Linked DNA regions of Danio rerio: region 2 is linked to region 1. Evidence: chromatin contacts called from public Hi-C data. All regions are on one chromosome and are shown on one strand. The core of a region is the stretch at or near the end of the contact, and the rest is flanking DNA. Distances in the headings are between cores, read along the strand shown. Region 1 holds the start of abt1 (activator of basal transcription 1). Region 2 holds the start of usp11 (ubiquitin specific peptidase 11).

Evidence for each region. A called contact is a pair of places that touch in the nucleus more often than the background predicts.
Region 2: a contact with region 1 is called in a Hi-C map of hematopoietic stem cells, with 4 times the contacts expected there. The contact joins the promoter of usp11 here to the promoter of abt1 in region 1. A contact is called at or near these places in 4 of 18 Hi-C or Micro-C datasets (caudal fin, fibroblasts, hematopoietic stem cells and 1 more) and 1 of 4 datasets of contacts at active chromatin or transcription factors (embryo).

The regions. Positions count from the first base shown.
Region 1 is chr8:10,039,171-10,046,132 of GRCz12tu, reverse strand. abt1 (activator of basal transcription 1) reads left to right here and starts at 1,551. Exons shown (of 4, transcript NM_001020547.1): 1 at 1,551-1,696; 2 at 1,852-2,237; 3 at 4,354-4,529; 4 at 6,906-6,962. The coding sequence starts at 1,877.
Region 2 is chr8:10,193,569-10,200,858 of GRCz12tu, reverse strand. usp11 (ubiquitin specific peptidase 11) reads right to left here and starts at 1,735. Exons shown (of 21, transcript XM_002663073.8): 1 at 1,536-1,735. The coding sequence starts at 1,645.

The DNA.
Region 1 (6,962 bases), core at 302-2,801:
AAGCATTTACAATGATTGCTATTCATTTTCCTTCCCTTTCCAGGTTTGTAATGCTGTGAATCTCTTCACAGATGGTCTGTTTATGCCATGAACATAACGCTTCAATAGTCTTTCTTTGTTTGTTTGTTTGTTTGTTTGTTTGTAATTGGTGTAAGGGGCGACGCAGTGGCATAGTGGGTAGCACGTTGTTCTCCCTGCGTTCACGTGGGTTTCCTCCAGGTGCTCCGGTTTCCCCCACAGTCCAAAGACATGCGGTACAGGTGAATTGGGTAGGCTAAATTGTAGTAATTGTAATTGTCCGAAGTGTATGACTGTGTGTGTGTGAATGTTTCCCAGAGATGGGTTGCGGCTGGAAGGGCATCTGCTCCGTAAAAACTTGCTGGATAAGTTGGCGGTTCATTCTGCTGTGGCGAGCCTGGATTAATAAAGGGACTAAGCCGACAAGAAAATGAATGAATGTTTGTTTGTATGTTGGGTGTCACGGTGGCACAATGGGTAGCATACTCGCCTCACAGCAAGAAGGTCGCTAGTTTGAGTCTCGGCTGGGTCAGTTGGCATTTCTGTGTGGAGTTTGCATGCTCTCCCTGCGTTGGTGTGGGTTTCCTCTGGGTGCTCTGGTTTCCCCCACAGTCCAAAGACATGTGGTATAGGTGAATTGGTGTAAGCTAAATTGTCCGTAGTGTGTAAATGCGTATGTATGGATGTTTCCCAATGATGGGTTGCAACTAGAAGGGCATCTGCTGCTTAAAACATATGCTGGATAAGTTGGGGGTTCATTCCGCTGAGGCGACATCTGATGAATAAAGGGACTAAGCCGAAAAGAAAATGAATGAATGTTTGTTTTTTTGTTCGTTTACTTCTGTGGGAAATTATCCTCTTTGTAGATAATTCTCCTTTAGAAATTATTGTATTTTTGAACTTAAACTTTAATTAATCATCTTTAAGTCAAAAGCTGCTGGCTAGTTGGTAGCATTATCAAAGGGTTGGAAGTTGAAGCTTCTAGCTATACTAAAACAGAATTATAAAGTATTTAATGTGGTACCTTGCCAGCCAGTGTTGGGTTGCAGCTGGAAGGGCATCCGCTGTGTAAAACATATGCTGGATAAGTTGGTGTTTCATTCCACTGTGGCGACCCCTGATGAATAAAGGGACTAAGTCGAAAAGAAATTGAATGAATGAATGAATGAATGAATAATTGAATGAATGAATGAATGAATGAATGAATGAATGAATGAATGAATGAATGAATGAATGAATGAATGTGGTACCTTTTTATTTAATCCAGATCATGATGCTTAAGTTGTTCCTTGTGTTTTGTCGTCCTCTGCTGTTCAAAACAAAGGTTACAGTTAAAATGTTTTAAATAATCGTCCATTCCAGTAATAAATTTATACATATTCTATTTAAGCGTGTTTAAATATATAGTCAACTTGGCAGATTAGTAAAACGAATATATCATTCGATATTAACGAAATTTAATACAACGGATTTGACGAGAACCTTCTCAGTTCTGTCTCTTTAAGAAAGTTTTGACGCTTGATTTCGACGTCACAGCCGCTTCCAGTACCACAGCCACATGTGTTGAAAGAGTCGATTTATCGCAACAATTCTCCTATAAAAGCGTCTTGGAAAGGATTGATTGCTTTATGGACGAAGAAAGCTTTGTGAAAGGAAACACCCCGATAACATTTTCAATGTAAGAATCACTTTTAATACAAGTGTTTTTAAAAAGGTATTGAATTCAAGAGTACGCGCACAGATATTACCACTTATTTACGTTATTTTATAGATGAGACCCTCGGTAATGTGAGATTTTAATGGGTTTTTAACATCCTTCATTCCTAATTTCAGTCTCTAAACGTTGCTACATCCAATAATGTCTCTCCTGGAGACGAATGAAGTGAAAACAGACCTAGAAACACAACCTGTGTTCAGTGAAGACGAGTTAAATGACTGTAAACCAGAGAAAGATGAAGAGGAGAAAGCAGACAGTGCTGAAGAAGATGAGCAGGAGATGAACTCTGAGGAAGACATTAATGATGGTGAAGCTTTTCACATGGAGATTGAAGATGATGATGATGATGATGAAGAAGACGAGTCTGACAAGCCAAAGGGCAAGAAATGTGTTCCAGGTATCGTGTATTTGGGACACATTCCTCCAAGGATGAGACCGAAACACATGCGGAATCTCCTGAGTGCGTATGGAGAGATCGGGAGGATCTTCTTACAGCCTGAAGGTAAAACTTCAAAAACACATAATTGAAAAGGACATCTATAAAGGTTTGTGAATTTGACTGCTGGACTGGGCAGATTTAGTGATTTGGGGGCATTAACCAATTCCATTCATGGGGCCCAACAGTCCTAAAAAGGTTGAGGGAAAGTTGGTTTTAGATTCACATACAGTAAATAGGACTTTCTCTCTAATAATATAATTTCAGCAAAGTTTTCTGTGCAAGGTCTAAATAGTGAGGTCATATTAGCAGCCAATCACTATCAAAGCACAACATTGTTCATAGTGAAATAAATGGTGCTAATGTTGTTTACAAGTCATTTTTACATTACATTTCAGATCAAATATTCATAATAACAGTGTAAATAATATAGAGAGCTTGTCACAAGTTGTAACTGAACAAATGTGCAAAATATAAAACCAACTGTACCTCAATCCTAATGTGCACCCTTTCCTCTTTTACTTAATTTTTATTATTTAGCAACTTTTTTAAATATCACATAATCTTCGTTTCTTAGTTTTTATCCTAACGGCAATCTATTCATTGTAAATTATTCATATTATAATAATGAATTAACAACTAAAAATAAAATATTTTTCTATAAATCTGACAGCTGCATTGTTCCATGATTGGGGGTGGTGGACAAATTTTATCCGTTGTAATAATAATATTTTATTTTATAATGTAATTATTACACAATGCAACATTGTTATTATAATAATATTCTATATTATTTTATATTAAATAGTATTTTAATACTTTAACCCTTAACATATTACATATGATAGAAAACAATGTTATATATAACCATTTTCAAGGTATACTGTGATATGGAAAAGTCAAGGTTTTAAAACCACCAAACTTTTCTGCTATACCGTTCCTAAGGTATGTGTAAGATTTTTTTTTTTTTTGTTTGTTTTTTAGGGCAACAGTATTTCCAGCAAAAAAGATATCCAAAGATGCCATTTTAAGTTTTAAAGAAATCTGTGTTTTTGAAACTTACGAAGACAGCAGAAGTCAATGAATCATTTAAATTGTTCAGTCTGACATGTTTACTGCTCCAAAATATTTTAAACGTTTCTCAAAATAAAATATAGTGTGCTCAAAGGTGGGAAAAGTTTTTTGTTTTTTACCCAGACATTTCTAAATAATATATTTTAAAGCAGTAATCACAGTACCGTGAAACCATGATATTTTTTATCCAAGGTTATCATACCGTTAGAATCTTAGTTTAAACATTAGTATTCATTTGTTTAAAAAAAAACAATTGAGCTCTAAAAACATTACACCTTTATGCAAACATAAAATTGACAGAAATGTTTTCAGTACTTTACAGATGAAAATAAGACATTTTATTCAAACGCATAACTTCAAATTGTAAATTGTATAGTATGTATATAGCGATAAAACCTGAAATATTTACATGTTATTTTTTCAAAAATATAAGTGTTTTGAAGGGATAGTTTCCTAAAAAACAAAAAATGTCATCATTTACTCTTTCTAATCTTATAAAGTTTCTTTCTTATATTGAACCCAAAGGAAAATTTGCTGAAGAAAAACATTTTTTGTTTCTACTATAAATGTCTGTCATTTTTTTCCCCCAGCATTTTTCAGAATATCTTGTTTTGTCTTCAACAGTAGAACCACTTGCCTTTGGGTAAATTTATTTATTTATTTTTTTCCATTTTTGGGTGAACTATCCCTTTAAGCATTTCATTAAATGAAATTTACAATTTATTTCGGCATATATAGCAATACATAAGCATATACATGAGCTTAAGTTAAATGGATAGTTCACTAAAAATATTTAAAAATTTACTCGCTATTTAATCCTCATCCAGTGGTTACAGAACTTTGAGTTTCTTTATTCCTTCAAACACAAAAGAAGATATTTTGAAGAAAATTGTAACCATTGACTTCTATTGGAAAAATGAATACTATGGACGTCAATGGTTACAGATTTCTTTAAAATGTCTTTTATGTCCAATAGAAGAAAGGTTTGAAAATTGAGTGAATGACAACGACGGAATTTTCAGTTTTGAGTAAACAATTTTTTTTAACTAAATGTTTTTTATGTTTGACTAACTTTCCATTCTACTATTTATTTGTGACGGTCTTGTAGATCGATGTGTAAAAAGAAAGAAAAAGAAGGCCGGCTGCAAATCATCCAGTTTTACAGAGGGCTGGGTGGAATTCAGAGACAAACGGGTCGCTAAGAGAGTCGCGGCCAGTCTTCACAACACACCCATGGCCAACCGGAAGAGGAGCCGCTTCAGCAGTGACCTGTGGTCCATCAAAGTACGCAACAGATGCCATACCATTGAGAAGTCTTTTAAAGGAAATTAACACCTTTAATTCACAAAGATGCATTTAAATCATCAGAAGATACATTTGAATTCAGCATGAAATGGAAGTTAAGATCTTGCTAACATCTTGACACACAACTGGGGATGCAACGATTAACAAGTTTCACTAATAACCACGCTTTCATTCATCACAGCACAGAACAAAACTGCTGGCAACTAAACAAAGTTATGTCAACTGTGCAGTAGTTTAAATTTCTAAGCATGTACACCGAGGCTAATACCCATTCACACTTTATTAACTAAGGCTAATTATTTTTTTTTTTAGATGCAGTCCTTGAGGGCTGGTGTCCTGGAGAGTTTAGCTCCAACCCTAATTTAACACACCTGAATCAGCTAATCAAGCTCCTATTAGATATACTAGAAACTTCCGGGCAGGTGTGTTAAAGCAAGTTGTAGCTAAATTCTCCAGGACACCGGCCCTCCAGGACCGAGTTTGGGCACCCCTGCATCAGACAAATACTATTTATTTATTCTTACTTTTAATTATTTTTACTGCATTTCCAAACATTTAAATGCACTCATTCTGAGCGAAAAAGACTTTGAAAACATTTTAAAGTATAAATATAACGTTATACAGGGTGGCCCATTTATATGGATACACCTAAAAAAATGGGAGTGGTTGGTGATATTATTGTCCTGTTTGTGGCACATTAGTATATGTGAGGGGGCAAACTTTTCAAGATAGGTGGTGACCATGGTGGCCATTTTGAAGTCGGGCATCTTGGATCCAACCTTTGTTTTTTTTTTCAAAAGTAAGACAGTCATTTGACACTTTCTCCTGCGGTGTTGCAATCAGTGTGTGAAGAGTTTTAGAAGAGGGTTGCATTGACAATCTAACACAATGGGCAGCACATTGAACACATTTAATAAGTGGTCAGAAACTTTGAAATAACACATGAAAGAATAAATTTACGTTAAAACTAATCACACCATTGTTTTTCTTGTGAAATTCCCAATAGGTTTGATGTGTCAAATGACCCTCTTCCTATTGAAAAAACAAAAGTTGGATCCAAGATGGCCGACTTCAAAAGGGCACCATGGTCACCACCCATTCTGAAAAGTTTGCCCCCTCCTATATACTAATGTGCCACAAACCGGACGTTAATATCACCAACCATTCCCATTTTATTAAGGTGTATCCATATAAATGGCCCACCCTGTAGACATAGTTCCAAAAACATTCGCAATGTTAAAGAATAGCATAGTTCACGCACTCCAAAAAATGTTTAAACTACTTATTTAGAATGAGCTAAAACAACACAATTCCTGAGATTATTTTTGGGACGACTCAATTGTTTTAAATCAATTAACTTGATTTGTGAACTTGATTTGAAAAAATTATTTGTGTTGGGACAACATAAATTAATCGTGTGGAGCCCTGCACTTTTTACAGTGCACCACAACTTTAACGATAAAGATACAGAGGATCGATATCATTGGGATCACTTTCAGAATTATTTTTCCTCGCTAATGAATGATAAAATCCCGACAGCCAGTCAGAATCCATTGAAAATGAACACAATTCACAATTATTTATTTATTTATTTTTCTAAATTAGTTTTTATTGATTTTATAGGAACATATAACCAGTGGGAACAAAACAAGCAAATAAAAAATAAATAAATAAAAAATACACATATAAATAAATATACATATGTATACATACTTTTATAGGCAAACACATCCATTCCACACATGTATATCCATATACACACATGCATAAAAATATTAAATTAACCTCATTAAAATAAATAAGTATAAAATAAATTATAATAAAAGGTTGCCAAACATATTTTCACAATGATACATAACCTCTAGAATTACGTAAATATTCAGTTATAAATAATTATTTTGTCGTTGAGGAGAAAGCCAGCCATTTACTCCATTTCTTTCCAAAGGTTTCTAATTGTGATCGAAGTGCATGTGTCATTTTTTCCATTTCCTTTATTTCTGCTATAATTTTGAACCATTCATCTTTAGTTGGTGGCTCTTCTTTATAACATTTCTGGGTTATAGCTTTTTTACTTGTTGCCAAAAATATCTTAAATAGATATTTATTTTCCTTTTTAAGATTATCAGGAGTATCTCCTAGATAAAGTACTTCAAATGATCTAGGAATATAAGGAAACAAAAATATAATTGATGGTGTAGTGCACAATTCTTGAGCATTGACGATTCATAATTGTAATGATTTTACTGCATGTCCAAGCAATTAAATGCACTCTTGCTGACTTCTTTCATAAACTTTGAATACATTTGATTTCAAAAAGCAGTGTATTGAACAATAGCATCCCTCTCTTCCATTAAGTATCTGCACAGGTTCCAGTGGTGTCATCTCAGCGAGCGTTTGGCCTACGAACAGACA
Region 2 (7,290 bases), core at 486-2,985, 150 kb before region 1:
CTAAGGTGTGAGTGTCGCTTGGGATGGGAGACATTTAGTGCAAGGAAAATATGCATTTGCATTTAATTTATGCATCACACAGTGTTACAGTGTTTTTTTTTTTTTTTAAATAAATAGCATGTTATCACATATTGTTCAAAAAATGAACTTTTCTTGAAAAAACGTTTTGAAATGAGGATATTTAAATGTCAGTTGTGAGTGATGATAACCACTCTCCACCAGAGAGAGCCTCATCAGAGACAGGCTGCAAACGCTTCTTGCCCGTGATCAGTGATGATGTTTACATTCATAAAAGGTCTGTTAAGTTAGCATTAACTTGTATGAATTTAATGTTTTAATATTTTAAATTGTCATGCTGTGATAAAATAAGCATGATCTAAAACTTAAATGATTGTTAAGTTCTTTCATCGCAAACTTTCATAAAAATATATTAAATATATCATTACCATCAAGTTACACATGATAATAGTATATTCTGGCATAAGTGTTTAATAAAACTTCAAACAACGACAATTTTTTTCTGTGAATTAAAGTTATGCGCCCTGTATAGAACACTGTTTTAATCATGTACAGAACACCGTTAATGCCTACCATCTTCCGTACACATGCGGAGTCTGCACTTTTTACATCTTTTCTCAAAAATTACTGGTCCAAAATACATAAATCAAAATTTTGATTGAGCAGGAGGTATTTGCTCAGAGAATGAACACACAAACATGCTCATCTGGCTTTCAATGACGGAGGAGTGGTCGTTTGAGTGCGCAGAAAAGCGGTAAGTGTACGGAACATAGTTAGTCTACGTTATCTTAGGAATGGTAATGAAGAAAATGTTGGCGATTTTAAAGCCTTGACTTTTTCAAATCGCGGTATACCTTGAAAACGGTTATCTTCCCATACCTATTGCTAATATGACTTCACTATTTGAAGTTTCCAAAGAAAACTCATTTGAGATTATATTATTAAGAAGAAAGTCTGAATATGTGCGAATATAAAACCAGCTTTACTGCAATCCTTTCTTGTCCAAGAAACCAACACAAACCGAAAGTAACTTTCCCACAGCAGCCTGTCACTGCTTCCAGAGGTGAAAGCGAAACTTAAAGGAAGTGTATGAATATTTCAGGCACTATAAAATCGAATAACTCAAGCATTTGTTGAAGTAAATGCTCATTTGAAAACTGAAGTAAAATAACAAGACCGAGTTTAAGTCAGGCAGTTGTGAACGTCAGACTTTCAAAACAAAACCAACCTGTCAGAACGTAACGACGCTTAAGAAGCTGTCCACCAGGTAAACAGATCAATTAGGCCTGAAAACTCACTTGTGTGTTAGTTTCCCTGTCTTATTTGATCTGTAAATCATTATAATCTCTCAATCACAGTGGCAAGCCTGCTACTGAAGCTGAAGAGCCTCAAACCGCACAGACTCAAGCATGTTATCAGTTGTATAGAACTGAGTTAGCGATGTATCTGTGATGTGGGTGTTGTTGTTTATTGATTGTTTGTTTGTTTGTTTGTTTTTAGGCTGAACTTTCTCTCACCAGCTGTCCCCGGCCCGGAGCTGCTGTTGGTTCAGGTTGTCGATCTCCCGCCATTGGGTCTCGAGTCCCGGAGGCTCTGTGGCCGAACCGGCGCTGCAGTTCGCAGCCATAATCACTCCTAAAATCCGAAAAGCGCCGTTAGAGCCGCATAGACACACCGGAATGTTTTGACGAAGGAAGTAGGAAGCGGTTAGAATGACAACTTCCGGTCTGAGAGAGCGAGAGATGATGGGCGAAACTCCATGGGCGGGGTGAACGCTGGAGAAGAGGGCGTGTGACTTTTGTCGCAATAAATAATAATAAAATAATCCATTATTAAGAATTATAGTATAAATGAAATGGGGTGATGTATTTGACCCATGAACATTTCCTGCTTGTTATCAAACTATTTGATAAACCTAACGAGGAGATTCAATTACTGTTAAAACAGCTATAATAACATTATTTATCAATATGTGGCTCTTTTTCGATTCTCGGAAGCTATAGAAATTAAAAATGTATAACAGGAAATACGTTTAACTAGACCATTGTTTTTGTTTACATTCCCCAAACTGGTAAAACAAAAGTAGCCTAAATGAATAAAAGCTTGTTAACCCTTTAACCGCAGGCCCGTAGCCAGCCTGGTGAAAGGGGTGGTTATTTTCTTTCTCAAAAAGTGGACCTTATTTGCGGTTAAATGCCTCGCTTTGGCTACTATTTAATTATTAGATTTAAATACTGCATTATAGTGACATTTTAAGCGCTATTTTAGCTGAAATATATTGTTGAAATCTCATCAGTGACATGCATCAAACTTGGTCCTGGAGGGCCGGTGTCCTGCAAAGTTTAGTTCCAACCCTAACCAGACACACCTGAACTAGCTAATCAAGCTCTTATTAGGCTTTCTAGAAACATCTTTGCAGGTGTGTTGAGGCAAGTTGGAGCTAAAATCTGCCGGACACCAGCCCTTCAGGACCGAGTTTGGACACTCCTGATTTAACAGTCTCTGGGTCAATGCGTGTAAAGATTTTGGATGTCTTCTTGGAAATTTTTAATGCTTCCAAACGGTTTGCTGCATTTATAAAGCACCCATGTCTTGAGGTTGTTGGGTATTATGAGATACTTTCTATGTGTGATTTGGACAGGAATCGAAGGACTGATTTTTCTACTTTAGCCAATCCCCATTGACAAGAGAAAATAGTAGTAGTGACTGCAAATTGAAGGAAAGTAGCTGGAGTAAAAGTACAGATACAGCACTAAAAATGTACTCAAGTGATAAGTTAAAGTGCACATTTTAAAAACTACTCAGTAAATTACAATTCCTCAGAAAAACTACTCAATTACAGTAACTTGAGTATTTGTAATTTTACTACTTTACATCACTGATTATAATACATTATATTATTATTAGTAGTAGTAGAAGTAGTACATGATATAAATCTAATATTGAAACAATGAAACCTTTAGAATTATTTTCATAAATGCTATTTAGCATTTATTTTATTTTTGTATATTTTTGCATTTCTGCAGTACAGGTGGAAGACATTAAAAAAAACTCACGCCATCATCCTTTTATCTAAGACCCAAGATTGCTCAAGTTTAAATGAAGAATTAACATTTGGCACAAGGTGGCAGTGTTTGACAAAACTACACAGACACCGACCAGCGACTCAAATTACAAGCTAAAATATCCTTTTAACTACTCTGATTAATCTTAAATCATTGTTGTTTTATGAGTGGGCAACACTACTGTTTAAAATGATCCTTGAACTCATAATTAACCTAATAAACTAAGTGTCCGAAAGCTGCTGTTCTAAAACCTGGTATTTTTAATTATTATTTTTCTTTCATAATGACGACGGGTCTAAAACTGTTTCCGAAATCTTTTTTTGTTTGTTTTTTTGTTTTGTCATTGAACTTTATTTATTTGGAGCTTTTATACCCAACACAACATGAAATTCACAATACAAAATCAACATATAGGAAAATAATGTAATAAAAATAATAGCAAAACAAAAATTATAACAAATATAAAATAATACAATAACAGAGAGTCAAAATGACAACCCTTCATTTTTTTGCTCTCCAAATACTGCAAAAAGCTACCCCATTTCTGATTAAAAGTATGGATGGAGTCTTGCCATACGTTCATATGATGCAGTAAAAGTCATCAGCTCAATCCAATCTTTAAAAGAGGGAGCATCTGAGTAAACTGATTCCCAAATCAAGTAAACAGTAAAACACGCTTTATATCTTATGTAATACAAAGACAATACCGAATTTGTGTTATTTCATTCTAATCCTTCGTACAAAAATAACGTCTCATTGCCCCTGAATATTTACAACATGTGCCATTGTAATAATTCATATTTCTGACTGACTGACTGACGTGAGGAGGGCAGCTGATAATTTGGTGATGAATGTCTTTGGATCCTTTCGTCAGATGTCATTGTTTCTTCACCTCGTGCCATCCTGTTTTAGTCTCCAGACTGTGAGGAAACTGTTCATTCCTCGTCAATAGAGAAACAGAAAATCATATGTTGTTAAAGAAAACGCCGTCCGCCATCTTTACAGACCCACAATCTAGTTATTCACCTAAGTTCTGTTGCACATGATGCACTTATGTAAATAGAGCAGAATGGTTCTCTTTAATACATATTAATATTTATACCCAAGTAGAGTGGTTTGTGAGCTGCATGTGACAATGCAATAGTAGTGCATGCAAAATGGATGAAAACGTGGACTCTCGTGTTCCCGTGTATTACAGTGAACACGTTTATTTAGTGTTTCTATTGAGAACTATGTGAACGACACTCACCGGCCACTTTATTAGGTACACCCGTCCAACTGCTTCTTAACGCAAATTTCTAATCAGCCAATCACATGGCAGCAACTCAGTGCATTTAGGCATGTAGACATGGTCAAATCTGCTGCAGTTCAAACTGAGCATCAGAATGGAGAAGAAAGGTGATTTAAGTGACTTTAAACGTGGCATGGTTGTTAGTGCCAGACGAGGATTTTCACGCACACCCGTCTCTAGGGTTTACAGAGAATGGTCTGAAAAAGAGAAAATATCCAGTAAGCGGCAGTTCTGATCGGTGCAAATACCTTGTTGATGCCAGAGGTCAGAGGAGAATGGCCAGACTGGTTCGAGCTAATAGAAAGGCAACAGTAACTCAAATTACCACTTGTTACAACCGAGATATGCAGAAGAGCATCTGTGAATGTTCAACACCTCCAACCTACCACAGCAGAAGATCACACCGGGTGCCACTCCTGTCAACAGGAAACTGAAGCTACAATTCGCACAGGCTCTTCAAACCACAATAGAAGATTAAAGATTGAAGAAAAGAAGATAATGCACCATGTCATAAAGCGTGAATCATCTCAGACTGGTTTCTTGAACATAACAATGAGTTCACTGTACTCAAATGGCCTCCACAGTCACCAGAACTCAATCCAATAGAGCACTTTTGGAATGTGTTGGAATGGGAGATTCGTGTTATGGATGTGCAGCTGACAAAACTGCAGCAACTGCATCATGCTATCATGTCAATATGGACAAAATCTCTTAGGAGTATTTCCAGTAACTTGTTGAATCTGTGCCGGGAAGGATTAAGGCGGTTCTGAAGGCAAAAGGGGGTCCAACCCGGTACTAGTAAGGTGTACCTAATAAAGTGGCCAGTGAGTGTATGCACTGAGAGATTTAAACAATATAACACTACACCCAAATAACGAAAAGATATTTACTCTAAAACTGGTTTGTAGGCCTACAGTACGTGTATTTGGGTACACTTTGTCATGAAAATATTGATTTAAAAACTCTCCACTATGCTTATTTTCAATGTCTCAGTCTCCTGAATCATACATTCAGCTTTAATTATAAAATATTCAAGTCTAATTTTCACCTTTTTTAGTTCAAAACATCTATTTTATGTATTATTTGTCATTTCTGTAATACCAAAACTCAATCTTTTTTAGATCTTTTTTGTATCTAGCACCTAAACTCTGGAACAGCCTTCCTAGTACAGTTCGGGAAGCTAGATTAAACTAGATTTAAGACACATCTCTTTGCATTAGCATACACATAAAACAGAAATGCCTTTGAAATCAAAAGGATTCCTCTAAAGGATTATTAGTTTGCATTATTTAGGGCAACCGGAGCCGAGAACACTTCCCAAAAGACATTATAATTTAAAGGCATCTGTGCTTATGTTGGTCTTTTTTTATTATTCACGAGGTTTCCATAATCCTGGACCAGGCCTATCTAGAGCAGCTGCTGTGGTGGTCATGGAGGAGTGGAGAGCATGAGTCGAATCCCTGTAAGACCCCAGTAACAGACGAGTCTTCACATTGATCCTGAAGGGCCAGCCTGTACACCAGCCGGTGACTTTTTCCACCTACAGCTTCTCCACAATGGATGTCCAACGCTCTCCAGCCTCTGGTGCCTAGACTGCAGCTCTGCACAAGATGTTTGGCCATAGGAGAAATGGTCATGCCCAACTGAGACTGGTTTCTCTCGAGTTTTTTTCCCTTTACTTTTGTCAATTGGTGAAGTTCCTCACCACTGTCGCCACTGGCATGCTTGGTTTGGGACTTGTGAAACTGCACATCAATGGATTTACTCTTCAGTGTTTGGACTGTCAGCAGTGAAAATTAAACCACACTAAACTGAACTTAAACTCTGAAAGCTGAACTGACATAGTTTCAATTTACTATCTTCTATGTAAAGCTGCTTTGATACAATCTACATTGTAAAAGCGCTATAGAAATAAAGATGAATTGAATTGTTACATTAGTTATAAAAATGCATTAACATAAAAGCATGTGACTTGCTCCAAGTGATGTCACTTCCTCTGCCGGTTGTGTGGTGGTTGGGGGGTCCCTAAACCCAACTGATAGTGTATTCAAAAGCACAGATTGACCCACCGACCAATTCCCTAAACCCAACTGACAGTGTTTTCAAAAGCACAGATTGACCCACTTCCCTAAACCGAACCAACAGTGTTTTTAAAAGCAAAGATTAACCCGCTCACCCACTTACCTGAACCCAACAGACAGTGTTTTCAAAAGCACTGATTGACCTACCCACCTACCCACTTCCCTAAACCCAACCGACAGTGTTTTCGAAAGCACTGATTGACCCACCCACCCACCCACTTCCCTAAACCCAACCGACAGTGCTTTCAAAAGCACCGATTGACTCACCCACCCACTTCCCTAAACCCAACCATTAGTATTTTTTTAAAAAGGACTGATTGACCCACTGATCCCCTTCCCTAAACCCATCCGACAGTGTTTTCAAAAGCACAGATTGACCCACCCAACCACCTTCTTACCTAAACCCAACCGACAGTGTTTTCAAAAGCACTGATTGACCCACCCACCTTCTTCCCTAAACCCAACCGACAGTGTTTTCAAAAGCACTGATTGACCCACCCAACCACCTTCTTACCTAAACCCAACCGACAGTGTTTTCAAAAGCACTGATTGACCCACCCACCTTCTTACCTAAACCCAACCGACAGTGTTTTCAAAAGCACCCATTGACTCACCCACCCACTTCCCTAAACCCAACCATTAGTATTTTTAAAAGCACCGACTGACCCGCCCACCCACTTCTCTAAACCCAACCGACAGTGTTTTCAAAAGCACTGATTGACCCGAAACTGTTCACACGAAAGTAATCGGTCAGCTGGTAGCGCGAAAAGGAACGTGGTCATACCGCCCCATAGCGTTTGTTTTAAAGATGAAGTGCAGCCATACATACCTCTGG